3 separate regions of the Mus musculus genome follow, and all the other regions are linked to region 2. Evidence: chromatin contacts called from public Hi-C data. All regions are on one chromosome and are shown on one strand. Each heading gives the region's core, a stretch centred on a gene start, on an enhancer-like site or on the middle of the called end of the contact. The rest is flanking DNA. Distances are from core to core; before and after follow the strand shown. Region 1 overlaps Nrxn1 (neurexin I). Region 2 holds the start of Nrxn1 (neurexin I). Region 3 overlaps Nrxn1 (neurexin I).

Region 1 (2,700 bases), core at 164-2,663, 130 kb before region 2:
GTTGGAGCAAACAGGCAAACACAAGGCTATATAAGATTTCATCACCTATATTACTTCATAGAATGAAGGGTGACAGTAGGAAGGGTTGCTATTTCTGATCATGTGGATAGACTGTGTAAAAAGGTGACATTTGAACAGCAATGAAAATGAAGTAGGGAAGTGTACACTAAGAATATCTTGAGAAAAAAATAGGCACAGGGAATAGCAAGTGAAAAGGTCCTAGTGCACAACATGACATTGGGATGCTGTAGTTTGACAATAAAAGCTTAAATATCAAAAACAATTTTAGATAGAAGTTGTGATCTTTCTTACATTAAAAGGTCATTACTTAGCTACTGGCAATCCAGCAAGCAATACCACCTAGGGTAAGTAGTGGTAAATTCTTTACATCAAGTATGGCAGATCATTAATCACTCCTACCATAAGACATTTCTCTTACTGACAAAATAATACAAATTAGTACAAGATTCACTTGATTTTATTACAGGGAAAGTCATAATTATCATTACCCAGATACAGAGTCACTTAGTCATTCTGGAACTTACCAAGGACACTAGTTTAGTAACTGCAATTGTCCAATATTTCAAACATATCTTTTAGGGTCTTAAGATAGGATGATGAGGGCCCAGGCTATCCCTTAGTTCACTATAGAGCCAAGGTTGGCTCTAAACATGTGATACTCTTGCCTCTTCCTCTAGTGTTAGATTTACAACACCCTGCTTGTCTTTACAAAACTATCTCAACATGTAATTCTTAAACCACTGAGAACACATGAACACCAAAGCTCTGTTTAGCCAGGAATCACATCATAAATCACTTATGATTGTTCTACTTGTAAAAATACATGGATATTACATAAACATGTCTTAGTGTAAAACATGCATGTGTAGTCACATTACAGACCACACCAGCCAGAAATGTGGGTCATCTGCAGCATGTCATTGATTTAGTGTTTCTTTCAACAACTCAATACTCAGATGTAGGAAAGGAAATTAGGTGACAGGTCCACAATATTATTAGTAGGTACAGGATCCACTGGGATCATATTCTGAGAAAACTCTACAGAGGGTAGAGTCACAGAGGGGCAGGAATGAAGGGGAAACTTAGCTCTTTGGAAAGTTAGTTGTGTCAAATGATGTTTTGCTGGGGCAGAGTTGAAATGAGATCTTACTAAAGCAAACACGTGAAAGACGGTTTTCCTGAAGCAGACAAAGTTGAAAGGATGTTTGGATATAGCACACACGTGAAAAGATTCTTGATGCTCAGTCCTCTGTGCAACTTCCCTGCCAGAGGGCAGCTTGGCTCCAAGGAGTGCTCTGGCCCCAGGACACAGGCAGGTCCACACAGGAGAGCACAGGCCTCATAAGTGACAGAGCTCCTGGAACAGGGCCCTACGGAGCTACATCTACAGACAGGAGGTGGGGCTGATTCTCAGTCCTCTGTGTACTCCCTTGCCAAAGGAGAGCTTGTCTCCAGGGAGTGCTCTGGCCCCAGGACTGAGGTGGGAGTGCCATTCTCTCTCAAGTATGTCTCTAAGGTTAGACTCCTCAGGAGATCACAAACTGCAGAAGCAGCAGAACAGCTGGGACAGGGTCCTAGGGGCCTACATCTGCAACCAGGAGGTGGTGCTGTTCCACAACTCTATCCACTGGACTTGCCAGGAGAGAGCTGGTCTTCCAGGAGTGCTGGCACAGGCTTACAGACTCAGGAGGAAAAATCTCCAGTCTGAGACGGCAAGAACATCTAACACCAGAGATTACCAGATGGCAAAAGGCAAACACAAGAATCTTACCAACAGAAACCAAGACTACTTGACATCATCAGAATCCAGTACTCCCACAACTGTAAGCCCTGATGCCCCAACACACCAGAAAAGCAAGATTCAGATTTAAAATCATATATCATGATGCTGTTAGAGGATTTTAAGAAGGACATTAATAACTCACTTAAAGAAATATAGGAGCTAACACAGCTAAACAGGTATAAGCCCTTAAAGAGGAAACACAAATATCACTTAAAGAATTATAGGAAAACACAACCAAACAGGTGAAGGAATTGAACAAAACCATCCAGAATCTAAAAATGGAAGTAGAAACAATAAAGAAACCACAAAGGGTAACAACTCTGGAGATAGAAATCCTAGGAAAGAAATCAGGAGCCACAGATGCGAGCTTTACCAACACCACACAAGAGATGGAAGAGAAAATCTCAGGTGCAGAAGACTCCATAGAAAACATGGAAAAAATCAATCAAAGAAAATGCAAAATGCAAAAAGATCCTAACTCAAAACATCCAGGAAATTCAGGACACAATGAGAAGACCAAACGTAAGGATGATAGGTATAGATGAGAATGAAGATTTTCAAATTACAGGGCCAGTAAATATCTTCAACAAAATTATAGAAGAAAACTACCCTAAACTAAAGAAAGACATGCCCATGAACATACATGAAGACTACAGAATTCCAGATAGACTCCAATAAAAAAAGAAATTCCAACTGTCACATAATAATCAAAATATCAAATCCACTAAACAAAGATAGAATACTAAAAGCGGTAGGGGAAAAAGGTCAAGTAACATATAAAGGCAGGCCAATTAGAATTACACCAGACTTCTAACCAGAGACGACAAAATACAGTAGATCCTAGACAGATGTCATACAGATCCTAGGAGAATACAAATGACAGCCTAGGCTATTAT
Region 2 (2,700 bases), core at 200-2,699:
TTCTATCTCTCCCTCTTTCTCTCCCCCTCTCTACATGTGTGTGTGACTGTGTGTGTGTGTGTGTGTGTGTGTGTGTGTGTGTGTGTGTGTGTGTGTGTATGTGTAGAGAGGGGGAAGGGATAAAGACAGGCTACCTAGATGACTATTGGAGATTATTATTGTATTAATTTTACATATATCACATTACCTTTTTGCCTACTCTCTTGTGCCCTCCTCCTCTAATGCACATCTTTACCATTTTGTAAAGGATAGAGGTAAGGTGGAGAAAACTAATAAGAATATATATATATATATATATATATATATATATATATATATATTCTTATCACAAGGGAGGTCAACTGGTTCTCCCAGTTCCTAGAGGAAGCTCATTGTGTGAGAGACAGTATCTATATCTATATGGAGAAAATGGATTCTCCCTAGGTGCCCAGAAAGACCTGGTAAGTTCGCAAATTAGAAGATGAAATAAAGGGATCTGAAAAACAACCATACTGCAGCCAAAACAAGAAGCGCTCTAATTCAAAAGCTGCCTGGCAGCCTCATTAATCTTTTCTACTGTTTCTAGAACAAAATTCATTCCCAAGTCACTGGACAGATCAATACTGTATGCTGATTAGCTGCAGTTGCCTTTATTTTACCATGTCTTCAGTCACACACACACACACACACACACACACACACACACCTTACTAAGAAACCTTTCAATATATATCTCCATAAAGACTCTGAAATCTATGTTTTTTTTTAATATACAAGTTTTATCTTTTTGGCTGTGGCTTTTGCAAAGTATCTCAATACCAATGCACACCCAAAATTCTCCCTGGCTTTCCCGCCCAGTCTCTAAGCACCATCTCTAACACCAGTGCAGTTTCTTGAAGCCTGAAGTCTACTGCACAAATTAAGGGTGGGCACAGTCAGGTCTGCTCATGAAGGAAGAGAAAGGAAGAGATGTAGATATATTTTATTGTTTTGTTTTCTAACTGCCTTTCCCTTTTCTTTCTTTGGATGATAAATCACTGCATTCAGCCTTTAAGTTACTACCTAGTTCCACCATCTCATCTTGCCATTTGAAAGGCTACATGCAAAACAACCAAAATCTCCACTCCTCCACCCTCCCACCACCCATCCTTCCCTCTGTAATTGTGGCAGATCCTGGCCCAGTTACAACAGGGAAAGATATCCTTCTCCAGCTTGCCTCGCCCCATCTCCCCTCCCCCTCCCCCGCGCCCAAATTGAGCTCCTTTACCTGCCTGGTTATTCCCCTTAGCTCGAGCCAGAACCTGAAGCATGCATCGGTAAAAGCGAATTTCCTGAGGTCTAAGGATAAGGCGACTGCTGCTGCCTTTTTCCGAGGCGTCAGGCTTGAGCGTCTATCTCCAAGAGTGAGGAAGGGAAGAACATGGAACAGAGAGGAGCAGCAGGGGGAGCAGGAGGAGGAGAGGGAAAAAGGGAAGGAAGAGGCGGTGGTGAAGCCCGAGAAGGCTGGGTTACGTGACGCCGGGTGCTGTCCTTCTGAAAGAGAAGGGCGGAGCTGAGCTCTCCGCAGTACCATGGAGAGCGGCCGGCCCGTGCTCTGGCTGGGGAAAGGGTGGCCTCAGCTGGCAGCTGCAGCCCCTTCCAAGTTCAGATGCTGAGAACAAGGTGTCTCTACCTTGGCATCTTCCCCTTGCAGGGGGAATCTTAGGGCGGAGACTTGCCACAAGCACTTCTAACTAGTCATTCGCCACCCCACCCCCCCATTCCGAGAGAGAGAGAGAGAGAGAGAGAGAGAGAGAGAGAGAGAGAGAGAGAGAGAGAGAGAGAGAGAGAGCCTACTGAGCATGCCCAAGCCCCTGTTATAGACCCACGAAAATCTTGTGGAGATTCCACTTCTCCGGGATTTAGCCGTGATTGGGCGGGGGTACCTGAGAAGATGCCAGAAAAGGACCCCGCAGCTAAAGGGAAGGAGCTGAAGCCGAGGGAATGGTGACTAAGAGGAGCTCTGGTTGTGTGTGTGCACCTGGATCTCCTGTTCTGAATCTTTGCAAAGCTAGAGGCTCTTTGAAGAATGCAGGGGCAGGCAGGACTCAACACCTGCACTGGCTTCCTACAATACTCAGTGTTCCTGCCCCACCCCTTGCTATAGCCCTGCCTGAGCCATCTGCCTACACTGTGATAAAAGACTTTAAGAGCAACCCACCAGGCTATTGCATCAAACTGGAGACCAGACTCATGCGTCTCCCAAGGTGCTTTCCTGACAGTTTATGGGTCCTCCAGCTTTCCATTCTCTGCCTCCGCTGAGGGCATCCTGAGCTGAACCAAGTTCTCTATCTATTAAACTCTTCCCCCGCCCCTGCGCCCCTATCTCTTCCTTCCTTTAGCCTCCGGTAAAACCTGGAAAAAAGTGTAGAGTGGTGTGAGTCTCTGTTACTGTGTAATCAGGCATGCTCAGTAGGCATTTCTGTGCCTGGTGAGAAAAGAGTTAACTCTAAGAGAGCTTGCAGACAAAGTGGATAGAAGTCTGGAATCTGTGGCTTTAAATTACGCATTGAGTCCTTTGGACATTTACATTTCTATCCCCGTTATATTTCCACCACAGATTTGTTTTAGAGTAGAAATACCAGATATTTTTATTTCGGTATCATAGACTTGATAGCCTCAGCCTCAAATGCTGAGGTAAGACTATTTTCTGCCTTCAGACTCTTTAAAGCAAGAATGTAA
Region 3 (2,700 bases), core at 14-2,513, 180 kb before region 2:
GATGTTACTTTGTCCTCACTGTCTAAATTCTTGGGTTTAGAAGTGGAAGGAAATGAAGCAACTGCTCTCCAATTGATTCACTTGATAAAACTAAAGGGAAATAGGAAGATTGTCCTCCAGTGTAGAAATGCATGCTGTCCAAGAGCAAGAGACATGTGACCACATGGAGAGATAGGGCATCCATTCTCCTATGTCTTAGGAACAACACAGGAGGAGACATTTATTTTTAGAAACTGCTGTACAGAGGAGATCTAGGACTGCTGTCATGGTAGGATTCTTGGTGGCTCAAGCTGCCAAGATGAAGAAATGAGGGCCAGGGCTGTGATATAGGACATTCTATAACAAAGACAAAATCAAGGCTGACCTGGAAAATTCAGTTAAACTCTGTCATTTTTTTCTCCCTGAAATTCTTGAAATCCTATGATCATCTCATTTTTTTTGTGTGTCATATGAGACATTTAGGTAAAAAGTAAACAAGTTTCTTAAATGTTTGGAGAGTATACTTTCTATTTTCTGTTTTTCTTAATCTCTGTAACTGAAGTACATGTCACACTGCAATGAACTGTCTCCAAATTACTCCATGCTCGCATCCATTTGATGGACACACTAATAACCGTGTTTGTACCTTGAGACTCATGCCAAGTCTTTTATAACAACAGGAAACACACCTGACTCAGGGTGCCCTAATAGACTTTTAGGGTATTTTTCAGGTGAACTTGGTTTGTTACTTAATGTAAAGTAAAAATAATTTTCAAAAAAGGAAACTTCATCAGTATGCAAATAACCCCCTAAAACAACAACAAAAACAAAACAAAAAACCCACAAAAGATGGAGAGATAAACCGAATGTGTTTACATCATGCTCATCTGACTCATTTGGCTGGCTTAGGGTCCTTGTAGAGATTTTTGAATTCTTTGACATACATCTATGCTGGTATAATCCAGTTTTATTTTTCTGATAGTAACCTAAATTATTTTTCTAATTAGGGAGACACTAACACATTACTAATTGCAACTTCATTATTATTGGCAACAATAGTAGAAAACACTTTAGACATTTATTTTTTGTTGTAGAAAACTGAAGGGAAGGCTGGTCTGAAAAGCAAGAGACCCAGGTGGAAAGAGACCCAGGTGGAAAGGCAGATGGTTGTAGCCAGAAGGAGGGACACTGAGCCAAGTTCATGGTACCTCCGGGATACAGAGATGGAAAGTATATGGAATGTTGGCCAGAAGAGACAACTGCCCCAGAGGGGTCTGATTGTGTAAAAGGAATTAGCTCTTCTCACACTACCTCTACTGTCTGATAGCTGGGATGCCTCAGAAACAAGCCCTAGACGCCAAAGCACTAAGAACACATCAGCTCTGCTCTACTAGATAATGAAGGCAAGAAACCAGTAACTGTAAGCAAGAACAGAAACTATTCCTTTTATCTTACCACTTGGACTTTGAAAAAGAATAGATAACCTTAATGTTATAGAATACAAAACATAATTCTCACAATTAAAATATGTTTGCCAGGTTGTTGAGATGGCTAGTACCAGGCCATGTTGTTACCAATGTCTTTATACTACAAACAAACAAACAAACAAACAAAACAAGAGCAAACCCAAAACCATTTAGACTGTAATCATAACTTAATTTCATCAATAACATCAAATCAATTTATATTAAGGAAAGAAACAAGTTACGATAAGAATCTAAACTCACATGGAACAAAACAATTCCACAGCATGACACCACTGAGAAATTTTTCAATGAACACATACATGAATATCATCAAACAGTTGCACAGAGAGAGAATCTTTGACATAGCGTTCTTAAATGGCTCACTCTATTTGTTGAGGTGGAAGAGGCCAAGGTCACTTAATTATTTCTGCATCTCTGCCACGGATTTCATTTATGTGCTGTTTTCCTTCTAAATTTAAAGTGAAATATGGATTATAGGAAAGATAATATGAAAAGTTGCATGCCAAATGCCACAATAAGTAATCTGCCACTATTCCTAATGTAGTTTCTTTTAAAAGAAAACCAGAGAAAAATGAGAATGCAAGGTGCATTTGTATTGTTTTTATGATTCAGGACTCAGGACTCACAGGAAAGATCTTTACACCTAAACAGAGTTTAACAGTTTCCTATTTCCTATAGCTAAGCATATCACTAGTGAGAAATTGCTCAAAGTAGTTAGTTCTTCATAGATATTGTCACAGACACAGGTTTTCCCATCTGTACTTGTCAGTGTAGTTTTCTTTAATAAGTATGCCAGTTATAGCAAGTTTAAATAGCAATGTGAGAAATATTCTTTTAATTAAGAGTACAGCAACTGCTTGCCAAAAACCTACTAATTTTGTATCATACATTTTATAGACTTCTCTTAATTTCTATCTAATTTTTCTCAGACTGAAGCCTCCCCACCCCACCACATGACGTTTTAATGAAATAGTTCCATTGAGTGTAATTTTCTTACTTTAAATGCTAGCATTGTTTTGGATCTGAAATGCCAAAGTCCTCATTGGCCAAATCAGGATACTCATATCACTTCCATTTTTAAGAAATCCTGTGATGTCTTAAACCACAGGTACAGCAGTAGGTATTTTATATACTCAGAGACCTTGAGGTTTATTATTTGATAGGTAGCTAATATGAACTGTTGCTGCAATACATTTTAACACTGGCATTATCACAGTGTCTTCAAAAATTAAAA

What was found. Hi-C and Micro-C count contacts between places; a contact is called where the count stands out from the background.
Region 1: a contact with region 2 is called in a Hi-C map of cerebral cortex, with 3 times the contacts expected there. The contact joins the enhancer-like site here to the promoter of Nrxn1 in region 2. A contact is called at or near these places in 1 of 39 promoter capture datasets (liver), 11 of 484 Hi-C or Micro-C datasets (the AML12 cell line, cerebellum, cerebral cortex and 6 more), 1 of 115 datasets of contacts at active chromatin or transcription factors (forebrain) and 2 of 9 other capture datasets (adipose tissue and pancreatic islet).
Region 3: a Hi-C map of cerebellum shows a contact between it and region 2, with 2.1 times the contacts expected there. The contact joins the enhancer-like site here to the promoter of Nrxn1 in region 2. A contact is called at or near these places in 1 of 39 promoter capture datasets (hippocampal neurons), 5 of 484 Hi-C or Micro-C datasets (brain, cerebellar granule neurons, cerebellum and 1 more), 1 of 115 datasets of contacts at active chromatin or transcription factors (bone marrow-derived dendritic cells) and 1 of 9 other capture datasets (pancreatic islet).

The regions. Positions count from the first base shown.
Region 1 is chr17:90,961,713-90,964,412 of GRCm38.p6, forward strand. The region is part of intron 5 of Nrxn1 (neurexin I); the gene reads right to left. Among named protein-coding and RNA genes, the nearest start is that of 9330159H11Rik, 82 kb to the right of the region's middle. Within about 2 kb of position 1,414, at least 12 of the 459 cell types and tissues checked have an H3K27ac peak or open chromatin away from gene starts, as enhancers often do. A contact at or near this core is called in cerebral cortex, where this site is marked.
Region 2 is chr17:91,091,353-91,094,052 of GRCm38.p6, forward strand. Nrxn1 (neurexin I) reads right to left here and starts at 1,450. Exons shown (of 23, transcript NM_020252.3): 1 at 1,247-1,450.
Region 3 is chr17:90,912,323-90,915,022 of GRCm38.p6, forward strand. All of the region lies in intron 5 of Nrxn1 (neurexin I), which reads right to left. Among named protein-coding and RNA genes, the nearest start is that of 4930480K15Rik, 53 kb to the left of the region's middle. Within about 2 kb of position 1,264, at least 5 of the 459 cell types and tissues checked have an H3K27ac peak or open chromatin away from gene starts, as enhancers often do. A contact at or near this core is called in cerebellar granule neurons and cerebellum, where this site is marked.